Regions from separate parts of the Mus musculus genome. Here regions 1 and 2 are each linked to region 3. Evidence: chromatin contacts called from public Hi-C data. All regions are on one chromosome and are shown on one strand. The core of a region is the stretch at or near the end of the contact, and the rest is flanking DNA. Distances in the headings are between cores, read along the strand shown. Region 1 overlaps Kcnh7 (potassium voltage-gated channel, subfamily H (eag-related), member 7). Region 2 overlaps Gca (grancalcin). Region 3 holds the start of Kcnh7 (potassium voltage-gated channel, subfamily H (eag-related), member 7).

Region 1 (3,904 bases), core at 1,377-3,876, 470 kb after region 3:
AAGACAGGGTTTCTCTGTGTAGCCCTGACTGTCCTGGAACTCACTTTGTACATCAGGCTGGTCTCAAACTCCTGATGATCTGTTTGCCTCTGCCTCCTGAGTGCTGGGATTAAAGTTTGTGGGTCACCACCACCTGGCAGAAAGTAAGGTTTGCATATACACCTCTGCACCAAGTTCTTAACTTCAGCCAAATAACATTATAACCTGAAAGCTCCATCCAATTATAACATGTTGTAAATCAAACAGCATTGCATTTTACTATGGATTACAAGGAAGAAGAATATCTTGAAATAAAATATAGTCTTACACACATTCTTATTTCACATCTCTTATGAAAAAAATAACCAAATGTTCAAGATTTGTTGTAGAAAATACACAACAACTGAGCAATATTCTTGACTTTTCAGATTTTAGAGAGAAAGTAAGAACATCTTAAAATGCTACCTGGAAGAAGAACCAATGTGCCAGATTGATACTATTTGATCGATATCTTTATATCATCTCTGTATCTCTATATCATCTCTATATCTCTATGTCATCTCTATATCTCTATATCTCTACGTCATCTCTATATCTCTATGTCATCTCTATATCTTTATATCTCTATATTATTTTGATATCTCTATCTATCTCTATATCATCTCTAATCTCTATATCTAGACAGATAATTCTATTTAAGTGAACATAGAAATGTGGGTCAGACTGCCTGGATTCTAAAAACAACTTTGCTACCCTTTATGACTTTGAGTAAATTATTTGACTAGCCCCAGAATCCATGTTATGCATCTTTAAGAAAAATGTCATTTAATGAATTGATTATGATTATTAAACAATATAATTTATAACTAAATTTTTCTTGGATCAAATATTGAGCTCTATTTTAATATTTTCTACTACATCTTGTTTTCCAATTCCTCATTTATTTAATTTACATGTGAAAACTAAGGGGGCATCACACAGGGCTGGAGAGATGGTTTAGTGTTTAAGAGTATTTGCTGCTCTTGCAGGGGAGCTGGACTTGGTTCCTAGCTCCCACATCCATCTAGGTTACACAAATGGATGCAATCTAGTTTCAGGGGTCCAATGTCCTCTTCTTGCTCCTATATGCACATGATACACAGACAGACCAACACCACACACATATACGCGTATAAATATATATCTTTAGCCAGGTAGTGGTGGCGCACGCCTTTAATCCTAACGCTTGGGCGTCAGAGGCAGGTGGATTTCTAAGTTTGAGGTCAATGTGGTCTACAGAGTGAGTTCCAGGACAGCCAGGGCTATACAGAGAAACCCTGTCTTGAAAAACACCAAAAAAATTATAGATAGATAGATAGATAGATAGATAGATAGATAGATAGATAGATAGATTGATAGATAGATCTTTAAAGACTGTCACAAAAGATAATAACAAAAATGAAAACCAGGATGTTCTGCTTGGGGGATAGAAAAGTATATCACTGAGAAGGTAACTTCTACTTAGCACCATCATTTCACAGGAATATCCAACAATGAGTTGTTGTCGAGTACAAGATGGTTAGGCTCCCAGAGTTCCTTGCCCTATCACGTCACATCAGCTTGTCATGACTTCACATGGCAATAAGCTAAGAATATATGCAAATGTCCTCTAGACAACCTAAAATCTTGATGAAGTGCATGGAAATAGTACCTCATTCATCACAGTGGAAGAATAGAAGATTAGATGTGATTATCAAATATCCATTTTAGTTATTTATGAAAATGGATTCTGGGTAGTACTAAAAATAGAAACAGGTTGTATCCTGGAAGTCAAAGTTCTGAAGAACTGACTGAACAATATCTACTATGTGCAAAATAATTTGAGGGTGATTTTTGTAAAACCATGCTTTCTTCTTAAATATTAGGCTTTCAAGTGACAAGTCATTAAAGATATTTTTGAGATTTTGACTTTATAATGATTCTCCCTGACAGTGAATTCAAATGCCCTTCATTTTATAATCTCACTTCTTCCAACTTTTAATTAACTCTTGTCTATGCCCAACCAATTATATTTTCAAATGATTTTAGCATCTCCAAACATCCATGTTTTCAAAAATGTAGAAAGTAATCCACATTCAAGTCATGAATAATTATCTTGATAATGAGGGGCTAAATATGCATGTCTATTGACAAAGGAAACGGATGACATAAAGCCCCCATCAAAATGACATACACTTAACATAACTCATCATTATAATTAACCAATGAAGAATTTTAAAACATGATTCATGCAAAGATCATTCCCCAGTAAGAGTCTAAGTGCAATACTATATAATAGTAATGAGCTCCAATATGTAAGTACAATTCTAGATATAGACATAGCTACTGCAGTTTGAACTACGGGACTCTAACAGTTTAGTTTCATTATTAATAGTCAATTTCACTCCCTTGTATTCTGGTACTTGTCATTCCAAAGAAGGACTCATTTAAGCAAAACTTAAAAGAGAAAAGAAATTAAGATGACTTTGGCCTTCCTAATGCTGAGGTCAAATGTAGACTCTGGTGAAACTGTGAACCCTGAAAATGAAGGTTTACCCACTGCTCACCCATTTGCAGAAGTGTGTCTTGCAACTATAGCAACATTTTCCAAGGCAACCAAGTGCAGATACTGTCTGAGCTATTTTTAGAAGGTGTCTACAAGGATGCTCATTTGATTAGGACGACTAACCAGGGTTTCCCTCTTTGAACTCTTTTATTTTTCATTCCACCATTAAAACAAGTTAATCACATATCTCTAAATTTCAATTAAAAATTAAATTATAGTCAAGGAAACCTCAATCTCACAGTACACGTTTTATTCATTTCTGCTAAGAAAATCTTTTTTTTTCCTTAAGGGTCAAAGAAAAATGCTATCCTCCATAATTTATCACATGTGATTCACCAGTGGTGTTTAAAAATCAATGTGTTACATGATTGTAAAATGAACGTGCTGCTAAGCAGAGGCACAAATTCAATGAGGTTTCCGGCACAAAGCTCATGAGAATGTAACATAGCTTTCAATGCTATCAGTTCTCATTCTCTCTAAAGAAGTGTTCCTATATGAAATGGATATTAGAAAACAAGCTGGGACTATCCCTGGCATCACTAGGCTCTTTTTGCATGTTCTGCATGCTGATTTAACATCATCAACACAGAGTAGAAAATCTAGTTTGATAAGACACTATGTTGTAACTTTGCATTGTAAATTGGTCCAAATGTCTGTAAATAACAAATCACACGTCTCTGAAAATCTGCAATTTCGCTTTTGTATTCACATTTCTCCCTGTCCGATAAAATGTAAAAATCAGCCATTCGCTGTCACTGTAGAAAAAACACCAAACACCAAGATCCTGCAGGCTAAAGATGCCATAATCAGGAGCCTTCTATGAATGTCACAGGGAAGTCTCTGAGGTCTGTTAGCCATTTCTACAAAACGAGGAAAGTAGCCTCAGTTTCCTCAGGCTGTCTCTGGTTATGTTTGTTTCTTCCTTATAGCCTCCCTGTTGAGAAAGAAATAAAAAGCTCATCACTAAAGACGTTTTTATGTATTCAATGATAAAAGAAAGGGAAAGAAAACCCATGGAAAAAAACAGAATTTTTTCTCATCTTCTTAGAAAAGGGGTGTACAGCGCATCCCCCCCCCCGTGTGCTTTCAGAAAAGACATGGAAAGGAAGTCCCACTGCTAGGTTCCCTATTTCGAGAATCATAGCTAATCCTGCCCAAATTTAGTTACTTGCCATGCAGGCTTTTTTAAATCGCTGAGGCTGTAAATTCCCTAACTTTATGTAATAACTTTCTTGCCGTTTAATCATAGCTACCTGTCAAGACTCTCTTTCAAAATGTCTATCAAAACCCAATCACATTCTATAACTGAAAAACTACTTCCATGGAAAAGCAGAGATCCAT
Region 2 (3,879 bases), core at 1,353-3,852, 500 kb after region 3:
AAAGAAGGGTTTCTAAGTTCCTCCAAAAATAAATTACTGAAAGTTGGGAGAGTTGCATGAAAAAAGAAATTGTTCTGTGACATCTTTTTGACAATGTAGCTTGGTTCACATTCAGGAAGTAGAAGAACCTAACCAGATTAAATGCAAATCAAAACAACCTTGAGATTCCACCTCACACCAGTCAGAATGGCTAAGATCAAAAATTCAGGTGACAGCAGAGGCTGGTGAGGATGTGGAGAAAGAGGAACACTCCTCCACTGCTGATGGGATTGCAAGCTGGTACAACCACTCTGGAAGTCAGTCTGGAGGTTCCTTAGAAAACTGGACATAATACTACCAGAAGATCCACCAATACCTCTCCTGGGCATATACCCAGAAGAAGTTCCAACTGGTAATAAGAACACATGCTTCACTATGTTCATAGCAGCCTTATTTATAATAGAAGCTGGAAAGAACCCAGATGTCCCTCAACAGAGGAAAGGATACAGAAAATGTGGTACATTTACACAATGGAGTACTACTCAGCTATTAAAAACAACAGATTTATGAAATTCTTGGACAAATGGATGTATCTGGGGGATATCATCCTTACTGAGGTAACCCAATCACAAAAGAAGTCATTAGATATGCACTCACTGATAAGTGGATATTAGCCCAGAAGCATAGAACACCCAAGATACAATTTGCAAGACACAAGAAAATCAAGAAGAGGGAAGACCAATGGGTGGATACTTCATTCCTCCTTAGAATAGGGAACAAAATACCCATGAAAGGAGTTACAGGGACAAAGTTTGGAGCTAAGACGAAAGGATGGACTATCCAGAGAATACCCCACCCAGGGATCCATCCCATAATCAGCCACCAAACCCAGACACAATTGCATATGCCAGAAAGATTTTGCTGAAGGGACTCTGTTATAGCTGTGTCGTGTGAGGCTATGCCAGTGCCTGGCAAATACAGAAGTGGATGCTCACAGTCATCTATAAGATGGAACACAGAGCCCCCAATGGAGAAGCTAGAGAGAGCACCCAAGGAGCTGAAGGGTTCTGCAACCCTATAGGTGGAATAACAATATGAACTAACCAGTACCCCCAGAGCTCATGTCTCTAGCTGCATATGTAGCAGAAGATGGCCTAGTCGGCCATCACTGGGAAGAGAGGCCCCTTGGTCTTGCAGACTTTATATGCCCCAGTACAGGGGAATGCCAGGGCCAAGAAGCAAGAGTGGGTGGGTAGGGGAGCAGGGCGGGGGGAGAGTATAGGGAACTTTCGGGATAGCATTTTAAATGTATATAAAGAAAATATCTAATTTAAAAAACAGAAATTAAAAATAACATAAACAGGGCTAGAGAGTTGGCTCAGTAGTTAAGAGCACTGACTGATGTGCCAGAGGTCCTGAGGTCAATTTCCAGCAACTACATAGTGGCTCACAACTCTCTGTAATGAGCTCTGATGCCTTCTTTGGTATGTCTTAAGACAGCTACAGTGTACTCATATAAATAAATAAATAAATAAATAAATAAATAAATAAATAAATAACTTTTTCAAAAAATTACATAAACAAGTAAGCATATATTCAATCTCAGGATAGAAATTTAAAGATGAAATATTTTTATACAGTAGAAAGACAGACTTTTCATGCCCAAAATGACAGATTTTACTTTATCCTTGGGTTGATTGGGGGTCAGGGTGGACTTCAACCCTTAAAGGAAAAGGAAATAACAGAAAATTATTTTGCAAGTTCGAAAGTCGAGAGATGTGGCTACTTAATGTTTATGCATAACGAGAAATGCTGAGAAACAACCGAGTTACCTTGGGAAAGGTGCCAACTGTTGAGGAATTGGCAGCTTCTGAACATGTGTGTGAAGGTGGGGCTAAAAACAGAACTGAGGGAAGGGCTATTTTAAGAGCATGCAAAGCCCCAATCCCCTCCCTGCCTTACGCCGTTGGACGGCTGGCACACCTACACGCTCACCCAGCAGGACTTCACTTTCTGGGGATGTTTCTGGACTGTGGGACAGGAGGCACAATGGGAATAATGAGCTGCAGAAAACAAGCCAATTACCTAAAAATTTACACAGAGTTAAGAACTGTGAAAGTCTGCCTTTTCTCTTAAGGAGAACAGGAGAAAAGGCAGCCCAGAGGAAACAAAGGAAATCTCTCATGACAGTGAGCCCCGAATCCCAGAGCGAAACTGCCCAGCTTCACCTTACACGGAAGAGCACAGTCTACCAGATCAGGGCTTTTACTCAGCATTTTTCTGAGACTTGAGCAACAAAGTGTTAGACACTCAAGAACTGACAGGGAAAATAACCAAAGAAGGTAGAAAAGAAAAGTAATTTTAAGGAAGAAAAGGCCATGTAATAAGCATATTAATAGTTTCAGCGAACTATTAATAGAAATAGAAAGTGTAGCATTTGTGAAAAAGGGCAGAAGCTCTTAGAGCGTACAAAACTACCACCCAAGATGAAAAGATACAGAAGGTTTATAAAAGAAAGTTGAGGACATTCCACAAAAAGGAGAAGAGATGACTTGGTCCAAATAATGCATATTACAGAAAGAGGAAACACCACTGAAGAAAATTTCCCAGAACAAAAAAGTACAAGAGATTCCAGACTGAACACACCCACTCAGTTCCCTCACGCAAGACCACGAGACACTACACTGTGACAGGCCAGAGCATCAGGGCCCTGTGAGAAACAGAATGATCCCTGAGCGTCCAGAGAGGAAAAGCAAAGCTGATGCCGGTGAGACAGAAACGTAGATGATGGACCTGCAGACCAGAAGACGTCCTTCTGAAAATATGTGTGAAACTGTTAACCAGACAGCAGCAGGAAAGTCTTTGGCAGGAGCATTAAAACCCCAGGCCTCCTCCTGCTTCTTCTAGTTGGACACCACCCACTGCTCTGTAAAACATTCTTTGTGAAGTATATGTGGAAATGGGCTGTCTCAGAGAACTCTACCCATTGACAAGCAGCCACTCAATGATTGAGACAAAAATGAAAGCTTCTTCAGACACTTAAAGTCTCAAAATTTGATAAAAGCCACTTAATGAGATACCTCAGTGGAATAAATACTAGACAACAAGAGGCAGACTAAGAGGAGAGATGCAACTCTGGAGTGGGGAAGAAGTGCAGAGTGGCAGTGAAAGACAGGGACCCTCCTGTAACACAGAGAGCATCCCAGGAAACCGGGGAAAATCAGAGGGACTCAATCCCTAGCAAACACCGATTTCCCAGACTCTAGAAGGCAATGCACATGTCCAGAAATGAGTCTTGGCTTAGCTCAAGCTGGACTATAGATGGATTTCTGGCCTTTAGATAAGAACCAGCATACCTCAGAAACTTTTGAAACAGGTTCCCATCTGCCAAAGGGAGACATTTCCTTTGCCTCTGGCAGAAGCGCAGGTGGTTCTCCATGGCTGTATTCCCGTGGTTGCCTATCAAAGCCTGTGCTGGCCTCGATGCGCCTACCGTGCCTATTCATAAGGCACTAATGTATCTCTCTAAGACCCTCCCCTTAACATTCTGGCCCTTCTCGCCTCCTCAGCCTTCCCTCCTCCCAACTATCCATCTGTTCTCTACATAACAAGCTTTTCCTCCTGCCCCCACCTCCTGATATCCTCACTGCCACCCCTACTTCCCCACCCTACCCCCGCTATTCTGTACTGTCCCCTCTCTTGCTATGTCCCTATTCCCCCTCCTCTTGCAGATAGCCCTGTCAATGTCCCCTGTCTTTTTTTCTTTACACTGGACTCTTCCATATGACTCTAACTACTTTCTCTCTTATGCACAATCAAATTCTTCCCTTAATGGAGCAGCCATTTCAGCAGTATCTTACCGCTACTAGCCACTGTGATTTCTGAGAAAGACAAAAGGCT
Region 3 (4,041 bases), core at 312-2,811:
CCTCCTAAGTGAACATTGCCTCTTGTCACTTAGCCCCACTCTGATTATTTCACTTCATATTTGAGGTATAACTGAGATAATGTGAACCCTACTGATGTAGACAAAGCAGGACTATGGGCTGCACCCTGATCTATCAGCGACCCTCATCCATGCAGCTATATGTCCTTATGAAAGTCTGTGGGCCTTTATTGACAGCCAGAAACAAGAGATTTGTCTAAGTTCTCTTTTGCAGATTGAAATGGTGACCGAAAATACTTACAAAAAGGGGCGTGGATAGAGCTATTAAAGCTGACTACATAAATGAAGGGAGAGAAGTAAGAGGAGAGGAGAAGAAACCTGGAAAAATCTACTTTGAAAAGATGTTTCCTTAGCACAGCTTGCCTTAAGTCTCCAGGAACATATGAACCAAACAAAGTGCATGTATAATCAGGAAGAGATTCCCACATGGGAAGCCTCTGTGAAGCTAAAAGGAAGAGGTCTCAATGTTTCCCTTGGAACTCTGTCTTATGCAAGTACTCCCTTAGCAAAGGTGAGAAAACAGAAGGAATTTGGCTACTGGGTTTAGGAGGTAATTAACAAGGGAGGTCACTTGAAGGCAGGGAACTCCTAGCCCCACCCACCTTTTGTTCCTTCTCCCAGGCGCTCAGCCTCACCCTTTTCAAACTCTGGGCTTGTTTTGTACCATTTGCTTACACAATCTTTGGCCTTAACATCGTTCTGTCAACCTCTAGCACAAGGGAGACCCAGTCACCCTCATCATTGCAACTCCTCTGGGACTCCCTTGGGGAAACCCGGTATGCTCAGCGGTGCTTTGGATAGTCCTGGCTTTATTCAGAGACCACCCCTGAGGGTGTCAGGGTCAGAGCTGAACCCTGAAATTGTACCTGCACTCTTAGGTGGCTCATCTTCGATCTTCAGCATCCCGAGCGCCAGCAGAGCCTAGAAGCACTCATTAAAGGGCTGGGCTGGCTTCCCACCTGTCTTTTCTTTGCAACTGAGGGCGTGTTAGCTACCATAGTGTGAATCCCTTAAGGATGGAGCCCTGTGGCTAGTGGCCATGGAGATCACCTTCCCAGAGTAGCTGTTTTATCACTGAGTTTGGGAGATTTCTTGGCTGCCTTCCGATAAGGCACGCTTGAGTAACCCGAGCTCTGGCGGCGCCCAAGCTCCCAGGATAAAGGCTGTGTGTGTGTGTGTGTGTGTGTGTGTGTGTGTGTGTGTGTGTGTGTAGGGGGAGAGGGCGGGGACAGTAACGTCAACCCCCACCCTGCCTCCTTTTCTTTTTTCCCTTCCTGCAAAAGGCGCACAAGTCTTCCACCCTACCCCACCCCCGCCCACCAGCAATCCTTGGGGCTCTGGGCAACAGCCAGGTTAAGCCCATTTGCACTGAGAAATTGGCGCTGTTTGGGAGAAGAGAAACAGATCGATTGCCCTTGTGACTCCCCGCCCCGCCACCCCAGCCCAGCCCGCCCCCCGCGTTCCTCGGCCCTCCTCCGCCACCTCCCGCACCCCGCCTCCTCCCCTCCCCGCCCCCAAGCCTCTCACTCGACGCAGGCCGGTGCGAGGCCCCCTCCGGAAGGTGAGCGGGATGGATTGGACTTCGGCGGAGAACGCGGGTGTCTCGAAGTGGTGCTAATGGGAAGAGATTTCTGCTCCCCAAAGAAGATGCGCTGCCACAAAGAGCGGCTTGCGCGCCGGCCTGGGCTCTAGCCCGGGAGACATCCCGGGAGAACTCTGAGCTCGGAGCGCTCGGCGAAGACCCGGGGCAACATGCCTGTTCGCAGGGGGCATGTGGCACCGCAAAACACCTTCCTGGGGACCATCATACGGAAATTTGAAGGGCAGAGTAAGTTCGTTTGTTCTCTCCCTGTCGCTCGCTTTCTGCTTTGGTAGAGCACTTGGCGTCCGTCACTTCCAAGCTAGAGGGATGGACAACTCCAGGTTGTCAAGTTAGAGGCTGGGAAAGCCAGGCAGGCAGTTCAGATGGCAGCGGGGGTGTTCTAATATTAATTTGGATTTACATTTTATATTATGGACTCCATTGTACAAGGCAATTTGATCCTCCTCTCCCACTGCTCCATTATCTGCCTTGCTACTTCATGCCCTACTAGTCTACTACCTTAAAGGGAACGTGCTGGTAAAACATGGGCTTGTATTCTAAAGCTTTTTCTGTGGCAGACTTTGTAAAGTCAGGAGCAGAACCGACTATAGGCTGGAAACAAGAACATGTAAATGGTAGTGGCGATGCCAACAGCTATGCAAACTGTTTTCTGCTGGTAAACTGCTGGGCTGTGGAATGTCAAGGATGCTGTTTGCTTGATGTTAGTTGGCTCTTAAAACTGAACTTTGTACGGAAACTGAAAATAGACGCAAAAGAATAATTTGGTGAGCAGTGGACTGGTTTGAGTGCAAGCAGCTCACTACTGAAAAACCGTATTTGTGTCTCTTTGTCGCTCCCTAAATATAAGGTGTAGAAATTTAAAAATTGAAGGGCAGTCTGTAAATCCCACAGAGATTGAATGTAGAAAAAAAATTTCTGTACTCATGTAAGCAAGCCACCAGGAATTATTTTCTATAAATATAATAATTTAAAATCCTGTAGTTATCCATTTGTATTCTGCACTAAATCTACCTCAGCGTGCATTTATGTTGCATACATTATATGTTTCTCCAGTACTGCACTTAGTGATGTGAAGATCTGGTACCTGTGAACAACATTAACTTCTCTATTCTGTTCCATATTCTTTATGGAAATAGCAAATATAACTTGTTATCACACCTAATGTGACTTGAATTAAAATATCTATTACATAAAATTATAGCTTGTTCCAAACAGAAAGTTTAAAAACTGTTTTCTATCACTATTCAAACTGTATAGTGTGCATTTTCTTTTTATCTTTTGGAATTGAACATTATGAAAGTATGAAGGTTTATTTTATTTATTGTTAATAAATGTGGAGTCATTTCATTGCTAAAGATAAGTGTCTTAAAAAATATAAGCATGTATTTAAAAAAAAAGAAAACCATATGCCTTCCTTATAGAAATCAAGTAAAAGCAAATCTAAAAATAAGGTACTTTAAGATAGTTGCATTCTAAGGTCCAGTCAAAGTTGAAGTGAGAAACCTGGCAGTTACAGAATGTTTTAATTTTCTAATTTAAGAAATTTTTATCATTCAACTAAATGGCATTCTAGAATTATCCATTGGCAAACTGCTTGTCAGTGTGTCCACCAGGACCTCCTGGGACTCAAAGAGCTTGAGAACTAGGCAACTTGGAAATTTCTGTTCTTGCAATTGAAGAGAAATTGTCTTAATTTCTTGTATTAAATCACGTATTTCCACAGATCTCACACCTCAAGTTTGTATAGGGGTGTGTGTGTGTGTGTGTGTGTGTGTGTGTGTGTGTGTGATTTTTGTAATTCTCTTGGAAAGGTCTAAATGATTGGCATTTGGGGGAAGCCACTGTATTTCTGACCCTCGTTATGCAACAAATGGCTTTAGTGTTTGTGAGAACCTTTGGGAAGATTTTAAAAGAGATGTCCTACCATCTTCTTGTTGCAGATAAAAAATTTATCATTGCAAATGCCAGAGTGCAGAACTGTGCTATCATCTACTGCAATGATGGCTTCTGTGAGATGACGGGTTTCTCCAGGCCAGATGTCATGCAGAAGCCGTGTACCTGTGACTTTCTCCATGGGCCTGAGACCAAGAGGCATGATATTGCCCAGATTGCCCAGGCGCTGCTGGGGTCAGAGGAGAGGAAAGTGGAGGTCACCTACTATCACAAGAATGGTAATGTGGATCCAGCTAGGATTCCTTCTATTTGATTCCCTTGTAGTGAAATTCCGATTACCAAAAGTTCATATGCAGACGAAACCTCACATAATTAATTGTAGATGGAATTTTTTTTTACATGTAAAGTCTCAGTATCTGAGAAGTATGAATGTTCTTATTTGACCAGTGACAAAACTTCTTCTTTGTGTAAGCATACCTTGTTTGAACTCTGTAGAGGTGCAGTAACTTAATGTCACCAAGGACGAA

What was found. Hi-C and Micro-C count contacts between places; a contact is called where the count stands out from the background.
Region 1: a contact with region 3 is called in a Hi-C map of forebrain, with 3 times the contacts expected there. The contact joins the enhancer-like site here to the promoter of Kcnh7 in region 3. A contact is called at or near these places in 6 of 39 promoter capture datasets (embryonic stem cells, frontonasal cranial neural crest, hippocampal neurons and 2 more), 3 of 484 Hi-C or Micro-C datasets (cerebral cortex, cortical neurons and forebrain) and 3 of 115 datasets of contacts at active chromatin or transcription factors (bone marrow-derived dendritic cells, forebrain and neural progenitor cells).
Region 2: a contact with region 3 is called in a Hi-C map of cerebral cortex, with 4 times the contacts expected there. The contact joins the enhancer-like site here to the promoter of Kcnh7 in region 3. A contact is called at or near these places in 4 of 39 promoter capture datasets (embryonic stem cells, hippocampal neurons and liver), 1 of 484 Hi-C or Micro-C datasets (cerebral cortex) and 1 of 115 datasets of contacts at active chromatin or transcription factors (forebrain).

Annotation. Positions count from the first base shown.
Region 1 is chr2:62,717,308-62,721,211 of GRCm38.p6, reverse strand. The region is part of intron 13 of Kcnh7 (potassium voltage-gated channel, subfamily H (eag-related), member 7); the gene reads left to right. Among named protein-coding and RNA genes, the nearest start is that of Gca, 55 kb to the right of the region's middle. Within about 2 kb of position 2,626, at least 11 of the 459 cell types and tissues checked have an H3K27ac peak or open chromatin away from gene starts, as enhancers often do. A contact at or near this core is called in cortical neurons and forebrain, where this site is marked.
Region 2 is chr2:62,679,889-62,683,767 of GRCm38.p6, reverse strand. All of the region lies in intron 3 of Gca (grancalcin), which reads right to left. Among named protein-coding and RNA genes, the nearest start is that of Gca, 18 kb to the right of the region's middle. Within about 2 kb of position 2,602, at least 21 of the 459 cell types and tissues checked have an H3K27ac peak or open chromatin away from gene starts, as enhancers often do. A contact at or near this core is called in cerebral cortex and forebrain, where this site is marked.
Region 3 is chr2:63,181,807-63,185,847 of GRCm38.p6, reverse strand. Kcnh7 (potassium voltage-gated channel, subfamily H (eag-related), member 7) reads left to right here and starts at 1,561. Exons shown (of 16, transcript NM_133207.2): 1 at 1,561-1,846; 2 at 3,562-3,792. The coding sequence starts at 1,771. Gm34110 (a long non-coding RNA gene) reads right to left here and starts at 2,145. Exons shown (of 3, transcript XR_866371.2): 1 at 1,546-2,145.